2 separate regions of the Anas platyrhynchos genome follow, and region 2 is linked to region 1. A link is a contact called in public Hi-C data. All regions are on one chromosome and are shown on one strand. Each heading gives the region's core, a stretch centred on a gene start, on an enhancer-like site or on the middle of the called end of the contact. The rest is flanking DNA. Distances are from core to core; before and after follow the strand shown. Region 1 overlaps LOC139999134 (a long non-coding RNA gene). Region 2 overlaps LOC101794290 (3 beta-hydroxysteroid dehydrogenase type 7).

Evidence for each region. A called contact is a pair of places that touch in the nucleus more often than the background predicts.
Region 2: a Hi-C map of liver shows a contact between it and region 1, with 2.2 times the contacts expected there. The contact joins two enhancer-like sites. A contact is called at or near these places in 2 of 8 Hi-C or Micro-C datasets (liver and skeletal muscle).

Annotation. Positions count from the first base shown.
Region 1 is chr20:7,287,499-7,293,514 of IASCAAS_PekinDuck_T2T, forward strand. All of the region lies in intron 1 of LOC139999134 (a long non-coding RNA gene), which reads left to right. It overlaps LOC119713293 (a long non-coding RNA gene), which reads right to left. Exons shown (of 3, transcript XR_005260387.2): 3 at 3,661-4,130. Among named protein-coding and RNA genes, the nearest start is that of CUX1, 49 kb to the left of the region's middle. Within about 2 kb of position 4,138, at least 2 of the 8 cell types and tissues checked have an H3K27ac peak or open chromatin away from gene starts, as enhancers often do.
Region 2 is chr20:7,433,727-7,439,631 of IASCAAS_PekinDuck_T2T, forward strand. LOC101794290 (3 beta-hydroxysteroid dehydrogenase type 7) reads right to left here. Exons shown (of 6, transcript XM_013107521.5): 4 at 2,592-2,691; 5 at 1,597-1,759; 6 at 1-580. The coding sequence ends at 144. Among named protein-coding and RNA genes, the nearest start is that of MYL10, 83 kb to the left of the region's middle. Within about 2 kb of position 3,910, at least 4 of the 8 cell types and tissues checked have an H3K27ac peak or open chromatin away from gene starts, as enhancers often do.

The DNA.
Region 1 (6,016 bases), core at 2,888-5,387:
TTCTTTAAAATGTAATCATAATTGGAAAAAAGGCTGTGGAGTAATGGCACTAGAGAAGGTTGAAAGTCAGCATGTCTTTATGGGCAATCCTAGAACTTGAAAAATTGGGGAAATTCCTGGAAAATTTGAGGGTGGGAGTTGACAGGTTCTGTTTCAGAGCAAAAAAAAATGACATATTTGAAATTTCCCATGGAAGGGAAAATAAATTACAATGGTTTTTAAATATCAAAATGTTTCTTTACAGACGTTTCAAAATGAAACTGAACCTGAAAGTCTGTGCTCTGAAGTTCCTGGTTCAGACGTGGCTTCAGGGCTTTTAAATTCCTGCATGCCTATCGGCTCTCAGTGAGGTTCTCAGGGCTTCCACAGGTATGTTAGTCGTCACCTCCCCAGCTCCACTCGGGCTGTGGAGTACCTCTGCTGTACTCCAGTGAAAAATCAAACTCATTTCAAACCGCCGATAGCTTGGCACAACTGTTTGTCTTTGCTCTGGAACAGAAAAGGAGCAGCCACACAGTGAGGCAGCAGGCCCAGATGGGAAGCAAGGGACGCACAAAAAACACTTAACTGGGCCAAATCTGCAATGGGAACGTTCCCACTAGCCATAATATTGCCAGCTTCATGGCTCTCTGACCAGTGTGATGTTGTGGAGAGGCTGTCCCCAGACCACACATCCCAGAAACCCTATGCTCCATGGGACCTTACTGGGCAAGCTATTCAGAAATGTGGCCAGGGTTGGTCAGGACCCCTCCTGAGTCTAACAAGCCACTAAGTTTCTTGAATTTCAAGGATGCTGTCATTTTTTGGGCACAAATAACTTTCAGTAGTGAATTCTTATCCAGCTGTAAGGAACATCTCCTGTAGTTGAGGTGTTCCCCCTGTGCAGCAGACTCTCTCTGGTGATTTCAGAGAGCAGTGTGGATTTCTCTTCCTTCCTCTCCTCCGTCCCCTTTCCCTTTAGCGCCGCAGTGCCAGCCCAGCTCAGAGGAGATGTGCTATTAGGTATCAGCCTTGTAATTAAATGCCAACAGTTGTGCCTTGCAAACATGCCAGCGATCACCAAGCAGCTGCTGACAGCCTGTCATACTTGCAAGGAGCCTTGATGGCTTTTGGCATGAGACAGGACCCCCTGGTCACCCTCACAGCCAGATGTTCCTCAGTGCTCTACTGTGAGGTGAAGCCGGGACAGAGCCGGAGCAGGCTGTCAGCAGCCCAGTTACAGCTTCCTGTCCTGCCCCATTCAAGGAGCAAGCTGGAGCCCTAAGTGACAATCCATCGTGTAGGATACTGCTTGCCTCCCTGACTCAGAGATGAGATCTGAAGTAGGGACACCAGGGAGGAAACTACAGAGCTAGCTCTCTTTTTTTTTCTGTGGGATTTTCTTTTGCCTGGGTATGACCCTTGGAGTGCCAAGTACAGTCACCAACCTCAGGCACTGCCTAAGGACTGCAGCCAGAGAGAAGCTGAGATTTCAGGGCAGCACAACAGGCAGAAAAGGCATCTTTCTACTCCTAGCCTTGCATTTTTGTTTGGAATGAAGAGCTGTCAAAGAAGACAACACTTTTCTTACATGGTTCATCCTACAGCACTGAGAGGCGCTAAAAATTGTGAAAAATAAATTAAAATACTCAACGAGTCAAGGTGAGACTTTTCACATTGTTCTGGTGCCATTTCAGCCTGGAAAGCTGAGCCAGATCCTTAAATGCTCACAAGCTGCCACGAGGGCTGTATTTGCTAAAGAGTTGTGTAGCCCGCCAGCTTGGCACTTTTGAAAATCTAGATACTGATTTTGGTGCCTAAATGGGAGCTGAGCTCTTTTGCAAATCTGCTTCTGATCGTGCACGCTGAGCTGTTCTGCAAATTCTGGCTATCATTGCTCTGCATTCTTGTACTTCCTGGTTGTGAGCTGTGCTGGGAGCAAAACTATCAAAGCCCCACAAGGAAACCACTCCTGCTCTAATCAGGAAGCATGAAAAATCTCAGGAGCCAAACTTTTCAGCCTTTATTACTATTTGGGTGATGGCTGAATGTCTGAGACTGCTTTATCCTTCTATGGATCAGAGCTGTGCCATGGCAGGTGCTATAAAAACCTCTTAAAAAGAGACAATCCCAGCAATGAATAGTTTATAATCAAAATATAAGACGAGGCAGAAAGTGTGTGCAGCAGATGGATAGATCTGGCATAAGGAAACCATGGGGTGAGTGTTCTGGTGAGTGTCTCCAGCATAGTCTGCAGAGCAGAAAAGAGCAGGCAAGGATAAGCTTAACTGCTTACCTTACCTGACCCCCTAAACCTTTTGAGATTTGCCCACAACAATTAATTATTCCTTTGACTGGCCAAGATGACTCACAGCTGCTCATGCCATCCCAAAGCTCAAGATCTAAGTAAATTTATTGAAATTAGTGGTGGCTCCATTCCAGGAAACTTGCATTTCGTTTTGACTCAAAGGAGCTCCGCACCCTTCCCACCTCTCGTTTCTCCTCTCTTCCCTCACAGTCTGCAGAACTTGCGAAGCGAAGCTCTACAGCTTCGATCTAATCGTGATTAAGGCTCAGGAATGGAAGTCACGAGATCTGAGTCCTATTCCTGTCTCTAATACAGGGTGGTTTTTTTTTCAGTGAGTCACTTCCCTTCTCTCTTCCTCAATATCCTTGTCTGTAAAATGGGGTTAACAATACTGATCCATCTCACCAAAAAGTTGTGAATTCACCAATATCTGTGAGCATTCGAGTAGCCCACATGCTGGAGACTTTCCCTGGGTTTAGTGGCTTTGTGCCTGGCACTAAACGTGTACTTGCATAGTGCAAAGGAAGTTCAGGGTGTTAATTAATGGGACTGTTATGGATTGTTAGGGCTTTTATTTCCGAATGGACTTACACCTCTTTAATAATTAATATTGCCAGCAGGGCATACAAGAGGCAAAGCAAATAAATGGGGTTAACCCAATTCTCATTTGGAAAATACAGTTTACCAGCTTCTTACAAAGGGAATTTACTCACTGTTGTTTACCAGTACCGTGCTGTCTGCAGTTTCTGAGCCACCTTTCATTTGCGTATCGTGCTTTGGTTTCAGGTACAGGCAGATACAGGGTTGTGCCACCTCCAGACCTAGCTGCTGTGTCCGTTTTGGAGTGGTGCAGATAGGCAGAGCTACTTGCTTAGCTCACAGCCTGAGGATCAGCTGCCTGGGGAACCCTCCCTGCGATGACGGCATTCATCCATTGCACAAGGAGCTTTCCTTTGATATTTTACCATCTTATGAGCACTAGAAATGATCAATGCCAGACCTTAGTGAGTTGAAAATGGACATGTCAGATATTCAACTAATACTGTTCTCAAAGCCCTGATCTCAGTTCCTCCTTGGTAGGAGACTAACCTACAGCTTTGAGAACCCAGTTCAGACTTTTTTCTACCTCCAGCAAGGTCTGTCCCGGTAAAAGCTGACACTGTAGCTAATTCTTTTAATTAGGTTGTCCCATCTTGGGTCAGTGGGCTAGACGGCTTTGAAGTTTGCTTTGCCTAATTGCACATGAGTGTTTTGGACAGAAAGCCTGCTGTTAGTGGGCTGGGAGGGCTCGAGGAGGGTTCAGGCAAGTGTCTGCCCAACCGCTCCACCTGTAGGAAGGTGGAGGAAAATCCTTGGGGCTTCTCAAAAGGCTGAAATCCTTCGTGGTTTTTTTTTTTTTTTTTTTTTTTTTTTTTTTTTTTTTTTTCCAGGAAGGGCTTGTTGTGGCTATTGCACAGCTGGGCAGGCCTTCCTGTGTACTTCTTCTTTCCTCTGACTGATGCCAGCCAGTAGCCACGGCTGGCTGGTAGCTACTGCATCTGCACCGACTTGAGTGGCCCCTCTTGATGGAGAGGTTGATAGACTCTGAGGACAGGAAGGAGAAACCTGCAGAGTCATCACGTTCTGCAGCAGCTGAAGCCACAACTGCCTGCAAGACACAGAAGAGTGGAGTGGGGGGGTTGACTTCCTGAAGCAGCCTTGCCGGTGCTGTGGAGAGCCAGAGAAATCACAGGGAGGAAAGGCAGGCAGAGGAACTGGAACTGGTGGTTTGGGTCTCCCCCCAGCCCAACAGAAACCATGCTGCTTTTCTTCTGACAGTGCCTCCTTGTGTCCAGCTGAGGTCCTGGAACAGAAACAGAGACGGGTTTGAAGCTGTCTGAAGGAAGAAATAGGAGGTACCCCTGACGCAGTACCATGTGTGTGCGCTTCTTGTTGGAAATGTGTATGAAAAAAATGAAGATATGAAAATGAAACAACTTTTTATTTGAAGAAATTGCTGTTTTTACCATCTTAATTCTAGATTTTCCACATACTAAAAATTCTCATCTGTGTTTCCAGCTTATACTCAGGAACAGAGCTACGCTCACCGCTTCATCAAGCAGTAGGAGAGGGCTGTTCACGAGGCTTCACATGCATGGCTGATTTTTGTAGCTGGTGCAGCGAGACACGCGGAGCCATGCTGCAGTAATGTGCATTTGGCACTGCTTTCTCTCACCTGATTACACCATCTTTCCCCTCTAGTGTGACTGGCACTGCTTAGCTTCCTTGCCTGAATTCATGGCTCACACAAACTGGGCAAGTTTCCAGCCCATTATTAATTACCTTATGTCTATGTTCTTAGATCAACTGCCCCACTCTTACCCTGTCTTCTCTTTCTCCTTTATCATATGTTATTTGGAAGGCAAACTTTTCACATGAAGGATCACGTCTGTCTTACATTTGCTCACTGCATAGCACGTAAGAAACATTAATGTAACAGCAGTATTATAATCAATCACAGTAACACATGAGTTAATGTCCCTTAAGATCCTATGTCAGCTTATTGAATTACAAGCAAACATATTTGGTACATGAACTAAAGGACTCGTGTAATTGCCAAGACTCTAAGCCAGATCACAGGTTCACATTTCTCTTTCTAACACTGCTGCTCTTTCTAGACCTCCAACAGAAGCATAGGGTGGCCATTCTTTGCCTACACCTGGAGCTAGAGATGTTGGTCATTAGCAGAAATGCAGACAGACAAGAAGGAGGGCTGGGACTTGGTGTAAAGGAGACACTGATTTTAAACAAGATTTGAAGTTTGCATATTTCATGTTTTAAAGTTTGACTTTGGGGTGTCAGCATTTTGGGAATGTGGCAGGGGGGTATTTAGTTAATACTTCATCCACCCATAAATAGAAGACTCTGCGTTCTTAAAGAATCTCAAAGAATTTCTGCTGGTATAAATTGCAATAGCTGTGCTGACTTGAAAGAGGAAGGAGACAAGAAAGATGTCCTGGCTGGGGGTAGGTTAATCCCCCTGGGTTTGCTAGACTGATGTGTTATTCCTTGTTTTGCTACAGATTTCTTGTGTGACCTTGGGCAAATCACTCTCCCTCTTAGTATCACAGTTTCCCATCTGTAAACTGGTGAGAGCAACAACCGCCCTGCCCCAGAGGGGTGTTTGGAGGATAAATATGTTAGAGACTTGGAGCCGCAGGAGTACAATAGTGACAAGGTTCCGACAAATACCGAAGATAGATAGAAGCTGACAATCGGGAGACTGCTATTAGCAGCTGATTCATTCTCTCTGGTTAATGCATATTTTTAACAGGCTGTTATTGACTAGACAGGCACACAAGTCTGTCAATTAACAATGTTATAATGAAGTAAATCTCTGTACCAGTAGCCTTTGGAGGGTGAATTCAGAACTCCCAAACCCTGTGGCACAACACCTGCACTACTAATAAAGGGTGAAGATTCTCCTGTAAGCCAAGTGGAGATACCATGTGCAGCGTGAAGCAAGTGCCCAAGTGCAATTGGCATTTTCACTGTGAAGCCCTGAGCAGCTTTGGTGTGCAGTATACTGACAAATAAGGAGTCTTAGGTGGCCATGGATTTATTAAAATGTGTTCATAAAACCTTGTCAAGGCACCATTTGAGAACGACTCCTGGCCAGACATTCCGGTGATTGGTGCTTAGAGCCCCTCTTGCAACCTGCCCTGCAATATGATCAGGGAACACTGCTTA
Region 2 (5,905 bases), core at 2,660-5,159, 150 kb after region 1:
GTTTCCTTGCTCTTCCAGAAACTATCAGGGAAGACCCCTTGAGTGTGTGAGTCGGTTACAGACATCCCACCAGCTGCCTGAGACCACAGCGTGTTGTGAAGTTCAGCAATGAGCTCGCTCTCTCTTTACCCAAATGTGCTGCTTTAATTCTCCTTCTCGTGAAGATGGGGACAGGATAGGTTCCCTGCAGCTGCTTTCAGCCACTGCGCCGTTCTCTGCTTGCTCTCCTGCCAGGTGAAGAGGGGTTTGTACCCAAAGTGCCTGAAGGCTTTGTCCGTCTCATAGGAGAAGGTGGTGACTATTGTGTTCAGTAAAGGCAAGTTTAGGAACGGCTGCGGCTTCCAGAAAGGGTACAAGAGGACCTTGATTATCCTGTGCAGGTGTATTATCAACCACATCTTCCAGTAAGGGATGTGCGAGCCCAGCCTTATTGAGGGGTCCATAGAAGACAGGATCTGATGCCTGACCAGAAAACCTTTTCTTGGAGTGTCATCATAGCAATAATACACTTGACCGGCGAGTAAGTCTGGTCTCAGCTGCAGGTGCCTTGCTGCAAGAACATGCATCCATGCAACATTCCCTGGAGAAATAAGAGGGGGAGAGAGACAGGCATTCAGGAGGAGCTAGATTTGCCTGTTTCCTCTTAAAATGAATGAGTGCATTGGGTCTGCCTTCTTCGGTGCTGCGAAACAGGGAAAGCACTCATCGTGTTACTCAGCTGTACTGCCGAGAGACAGAGTAGTTAATCCAGACCTCCAAGAGCCTTTAAACCTTTGGTCTCCCCTTTGTGCTGGACAATTAATGTTCCTTGTGATACCGGTTCACGCGAAGCGAAAGGGCAGTGTTTTGTAGTGAGAGCAGGATGAATGGGAGGCAGAGCTTGAGGGTTTTATTCCTGGCTCTGCTGAGAGCCTTTGAAGAAGTCACTTGATTTATCTAGGCCTGGTTCTTCCATTACAGCATTTTCAAACTACTGTTATCTGCACTTTTGGAAAAAGACATATAAGTGAGCTGCACAGAAATAACTAAAGCCCTGCATGATTTAATGGTGAGTTACACTCCCCTGTAACGCATTCAACACCACAACAAACTATTTCAATAGGTTTCATGTGTAGTCTTTCGTGCTTGCAAGAATCACTTATGTATTACAGTCTTTTTATTTTTTTTCCAAGGAATGTTTTTCCTAAGTTATAAATAGTTAATGTAATTTCTTGTAATGAAAATATGTCTTTTCAAACAACAAAAACATTTTTAAAATATTCCCGAATTTCTGTCTTCCCCAATAAAATCATTGAAAGGTTACCAAAAAAAAGTTCCTATTATTCTTTTCTGCTATTTTTTTTTCTAAACATTTTTCCCTACATTGAGGGGAAGAAAAAAAAGAAAGCCCTTCGCAAGAAAAAAAAATATTAAAAATGTAAACATCTATATTAAAAATTCTTTTAGCAAGACCAAGCTTTGTGGTTATAAAAATATTTGTGTTCAATCCCCATACTCATCTTTCTGTCATCAGGAGTTATGGGTAAGCTGCAATGGAAGATCTCCTGGGACCAGAACAGCCAGGCAGCACCACAAGCAGAGAGATCAGTCACTCACCCACATACGTGGAATTGCGCTCGGTGTTTTCAGGCTCCAGGTAGTTCAACACATCATTCCTGGCTTTGGCAAACAAATACAGGTCTCGCAGAAATGTTGCCTTCTCCCCATATACTGTGTTCGCACGGATGATGCAGGTTGTGAGTTTGCCACCATTGCTCAGCTGAAATATCAGGGAGGGATGTTAGTGAGCAATGGATTCAGAGCTAAAACCTTCCACAGTGATGTTGTGTGTGTCAGATGAAACCAAAAATCTTGGGGAAATTGGGCTAGAGGAGTCAACCTTTACAAACTTTGGCTGGACAGCTAGGGCCTGGTTTGGATCCTTAGAAATGCAATGAGGTGCCCACTTGATTTTATTTATTTTTAACAAAGCACACCTGCATATGGGTGGTGTTCACTCAGAAAGTTCAGGTGGAGGGTGCTAACAGCATTAACTCCTTCTGCAGCTGAGGTGTGAAGGAATATTTGCAACAACCAAAACTGGGCTGACCTCAAACTGTAACCAGGAGAGAGAGCTGCTCCAGGCAGGACAGAAGTTGCATTTTTATGTTCTGCTTCATCCTCTAGAAGGACTCATCTGTGTGCTGACTACTGGGAGTCCGAAACAACTAGGCAGCCAACTTAGGTAGGTGGCTGGGTCTGGGTAATATTAAATAATAAATACTGTTAAATCACTCAGGCATGTCTGAAAACACATTGTTATGTGCAGTATGAACCAGGTGAACCTGGTTTTGTAGGTCTTAAGTTTACACAGTGCTTTTCAAAGCCCCGCTCCTTTTGGTGGAGTTTAAGCATAGGCATGAAGGGCAGCACTCTTTGATCTTGCAAGTGCTTGGCAGGCAGGCTCAGCCTTTGGTAAACTCTGGGGATTTTGGTATGCATATCCAGTCGAGGAAGCAGTTGGATATGAGCTGTGGGACCTTTCTAACCATCTGTCTCCTCCCACTCATCCTGTGCTGCAACACCAGGGGTGCTACCATTGATTTTTGTACCTTTTTTCCATTGGCTTCAAATACAAGTTTTTCTGCCATGGCCTTCGTCTTCCCGTAAGGAAGCTCCACTTCCCCGCTGTATTTGGTGTCCTCGTTTCCTCTGGAATAGATTGCAAGATGCTGGGTGACTGTGGAGGTGGAGCTCGGGGCTGGGAGACGTTTGTCATAGCGTGATTTACTCTGCAGCCCCTGCCCTCCAGGGACTTACCTCTGGTGGGGAATTGTATGGGTCTAAGATCCTTGCTATGGTCTGGGAGAAATAAATACCAGGCAATTCTGCAGGGTTAGGCAAAAGTGGGTTCATAGGGCAGGTTTGCATGATTTGATGTCTGAGAGTTGGATTTGCTTTTGTCTAATACTGTGTGATTGAAGCAAACAATATGCTGGCAGGCAAATTAGAAGGCAGTGCAGTTACCTTTTTAAGCAACTCTCAAGTGGCTGAGCAAGGTGGAAAGAGCACAAGATGATGGAGGGCAGGAAAATGAGAGCAATCCTACTTTTTTTTTTTTTTTTTTTTTTTTTCCATTAGAGGTAGCAAGAAGCCTCTTATGAGCTATAAACTAAAAGAAGCTGCTGCTGCTTAATTTTCTCATATTGTAGATTAGAGTTGGGAGACATTTGCTGGTGATGCAAAAGCTGCTAGTGGGCTTGTGGAAGGTGTGCAATCACCAGATTTGTGCTGAGGTTATTCCTTCATCTTCCCTAGCAGATTGTGCTTGAGGGAAGAGCAAAAATGTAGGTCCACGATCTAGGGCAAGCAGGGCTTGGAGCCATCTGGGGACCCTTGGCTGTGACTGCGGAGGAAGGCAACATGCTCCTCAGCTGGCCGTGCCTCCTAACTTGCAGCAGTGAGGAGGGGAGTCAATGGGATCCATCAAATAACTGCCCTCCCAGGCCTGGAAATAATTCCAAGGAGAACCAAGAAAGCAGCTACCATTTTGTCCAAGTGTTGTAATTAGCACATTAGTCCGTTCTAGGATTTGGTTCAGAATTTGCGTTCTTCTCATTTTTAAATAATTTTCCTCTATATTTTTTCTCTCCTACAGAAACTCACGCTAGGCAAACACCAGGCTTGGGATACCCCCATGCAGGGCAGTGAAGAGCCATCGTGCTCCTGTTGCAGGTGGGCTCAGAGCCACTTCTGGAGAGGCCTGCAACAAGGTCGTGCAGCCAGTCTGCAGCACGGGTCTTTTTGCCAAGCTCTGGGCCTCAGCAAAGCAAACTCTGACTCAGGCTCCCTCTCTGACCTTGGGCAACTTGCTTGCTTTTTTCTGTGCTCAGATCCCCACATGTAAAACCCGGATAATGCTGCTGCCTTTCTTCTGCCTGTTTGGCAGTCTGGTATCTCGTGTGTCAGATATCCCAGCTGAGATCAGGGCCGTCTTGTGCTGCAGCAACAGAAATAAATTAGGAGCTTCAGAAATACAGCCTCCCCGTGCACCCCTGGCTTTTATCACAAAGCCCTCCTCCTCTTCCCTGTGTTTACGGGTGATGAGCAGGAGACAAACCAGAAAACAAGCACGACAAAAGATTGATTGTGCGCGGTTTGTTGTGACCCCAGGAGAGGCTCAAGACAATTAGAGGGGTTATCTAGAAGTTCTAGTTTTAATTGCTTTCTTTTTATATCTGAATTTATTTTTTGCCTTGCAAAGCTTTTAAAAAGCAGCAGCTTCACCAAGGGGCAACCTGCCTGTCATTCCTGGGCTGCAGAGCTCTGCTCGTATTTGCCTTCCCCCACCCCTTTTGAAGCTTAGTAGTAACAAAGAGCTCAGCATAATGCTCTTGCTTTTCAAAACGATCACAGATAACTGAACGCTAATAAGACTGGAGCAGCATTGTCAGAAGGTATCTCAGCGGTGGCTGTCTCAGAGGGATTGAGACTGACAGAGGCATTTTCTATTATTGTAGGATGCTGAGGTGTGAGCATTATCCCTGCACCCATCACCCTGTCCAGACACTAATCATCCTTTGTCTGTGTCAATTCCCCAGCATGTAAAAGTGAGTTAAATAAAATTATACAAGGAACGAGAGAGAAAGGGGACAGAGAAAGAGAAAAAGGAAGTAAGGCAGGCTGGATCATGCTCTGAGAGGGAAAAGAGCAGAACAGATTGGGTGGGGATGGGGAAACAGCACCTGTGCTTTCAGTCTGGACATGGACATATTACATTGCCTTGCAGTCATCACTGGGTTCCCTAGTGGGACAAGTGGCGTAATTTTTATGTGGGTGCCTCTTCTCCCACTTTAATTCCAGGAGCTTAAGGTGAAAATCATCAGAGAACAAGAACCACTCTCAAAAGCAGGCTTTCTCCCAGCACGATGGGAAAACGTGAATGTGTTCTGTAAAATGAGATAAAGGCAGTGATTTTATTTGTGTTTGTGACAGGGAAGGATTGGGAGTTGAGAGGATGGTCAGCTCCGTGAATGAACCTCAGTGTGGATGGGTATCATTACTTGGGCATCATTACAAGGCCAAGGACTGTCCTCTCAAGCAAGATTTGGGGTAGATTTCTCAAATCACCTACTCACATGCATCTCAAATCACAGGGCTAAAAATTCAAACAAGGACATACATTCATTTTTAGAAGTGATTTAGATATGTTAATGACCAAATTCCATAGCCTTTCAATAACACCAGATCATTTTGTACTCATGCTCCCAAGTGGGTTGAGGTTTCCTGCTCTCGGGGATTTTTTTTCCATAAGACATTTATTTCTATGGATTTGGGTGCTTAAATGCTGTTCAGAACTGGGTTATGCCTTAGTTTACTTGCAAGTATGAAATTTAGGCTTGTAGGTCATTTTAAGTTATGTCTTAAGCAGCCTTTTCTAGCTAGGCTCAAATTTCTAGAGCCAAGAGACTGAAGCCAGCTGTGTCTAGACTGGCTGCCTGTAGAGACAAAACTTGGTTTTGAGCCAGTTCCCCTTGCACACAAGTTTCCATGGTTTGAGCAGTCTGTATAGATACAACTGTGCTTGAAATCAGCAAACAGCCTTACAATGGTGTGTATCAGACTTGCCCCTATCTCCACCTGCCTTCAAATGTAATGTGGCTTCAGCTCTTGGTCTTCAGTAATATCAGCCCAGTTCAAGGTGCAAGTCCTCGTGCCCCATGAATACAAGAGGTACCCAGATCCTGAGCAGGAATGTCAGCTGGTTGTGAAAGGCTATTCTGGATATCAAAGAGAAAAAAAAAATACCCACCCCAATATTGGCATCTTCACATTGTTCCAAATCCCACCTTTTGCCCCAGGAGGGCTTCTAAGCTCTACTACATCCTCTGAGTCTGTGGGTTAGTCTTGAAGGAGCCACATGCAG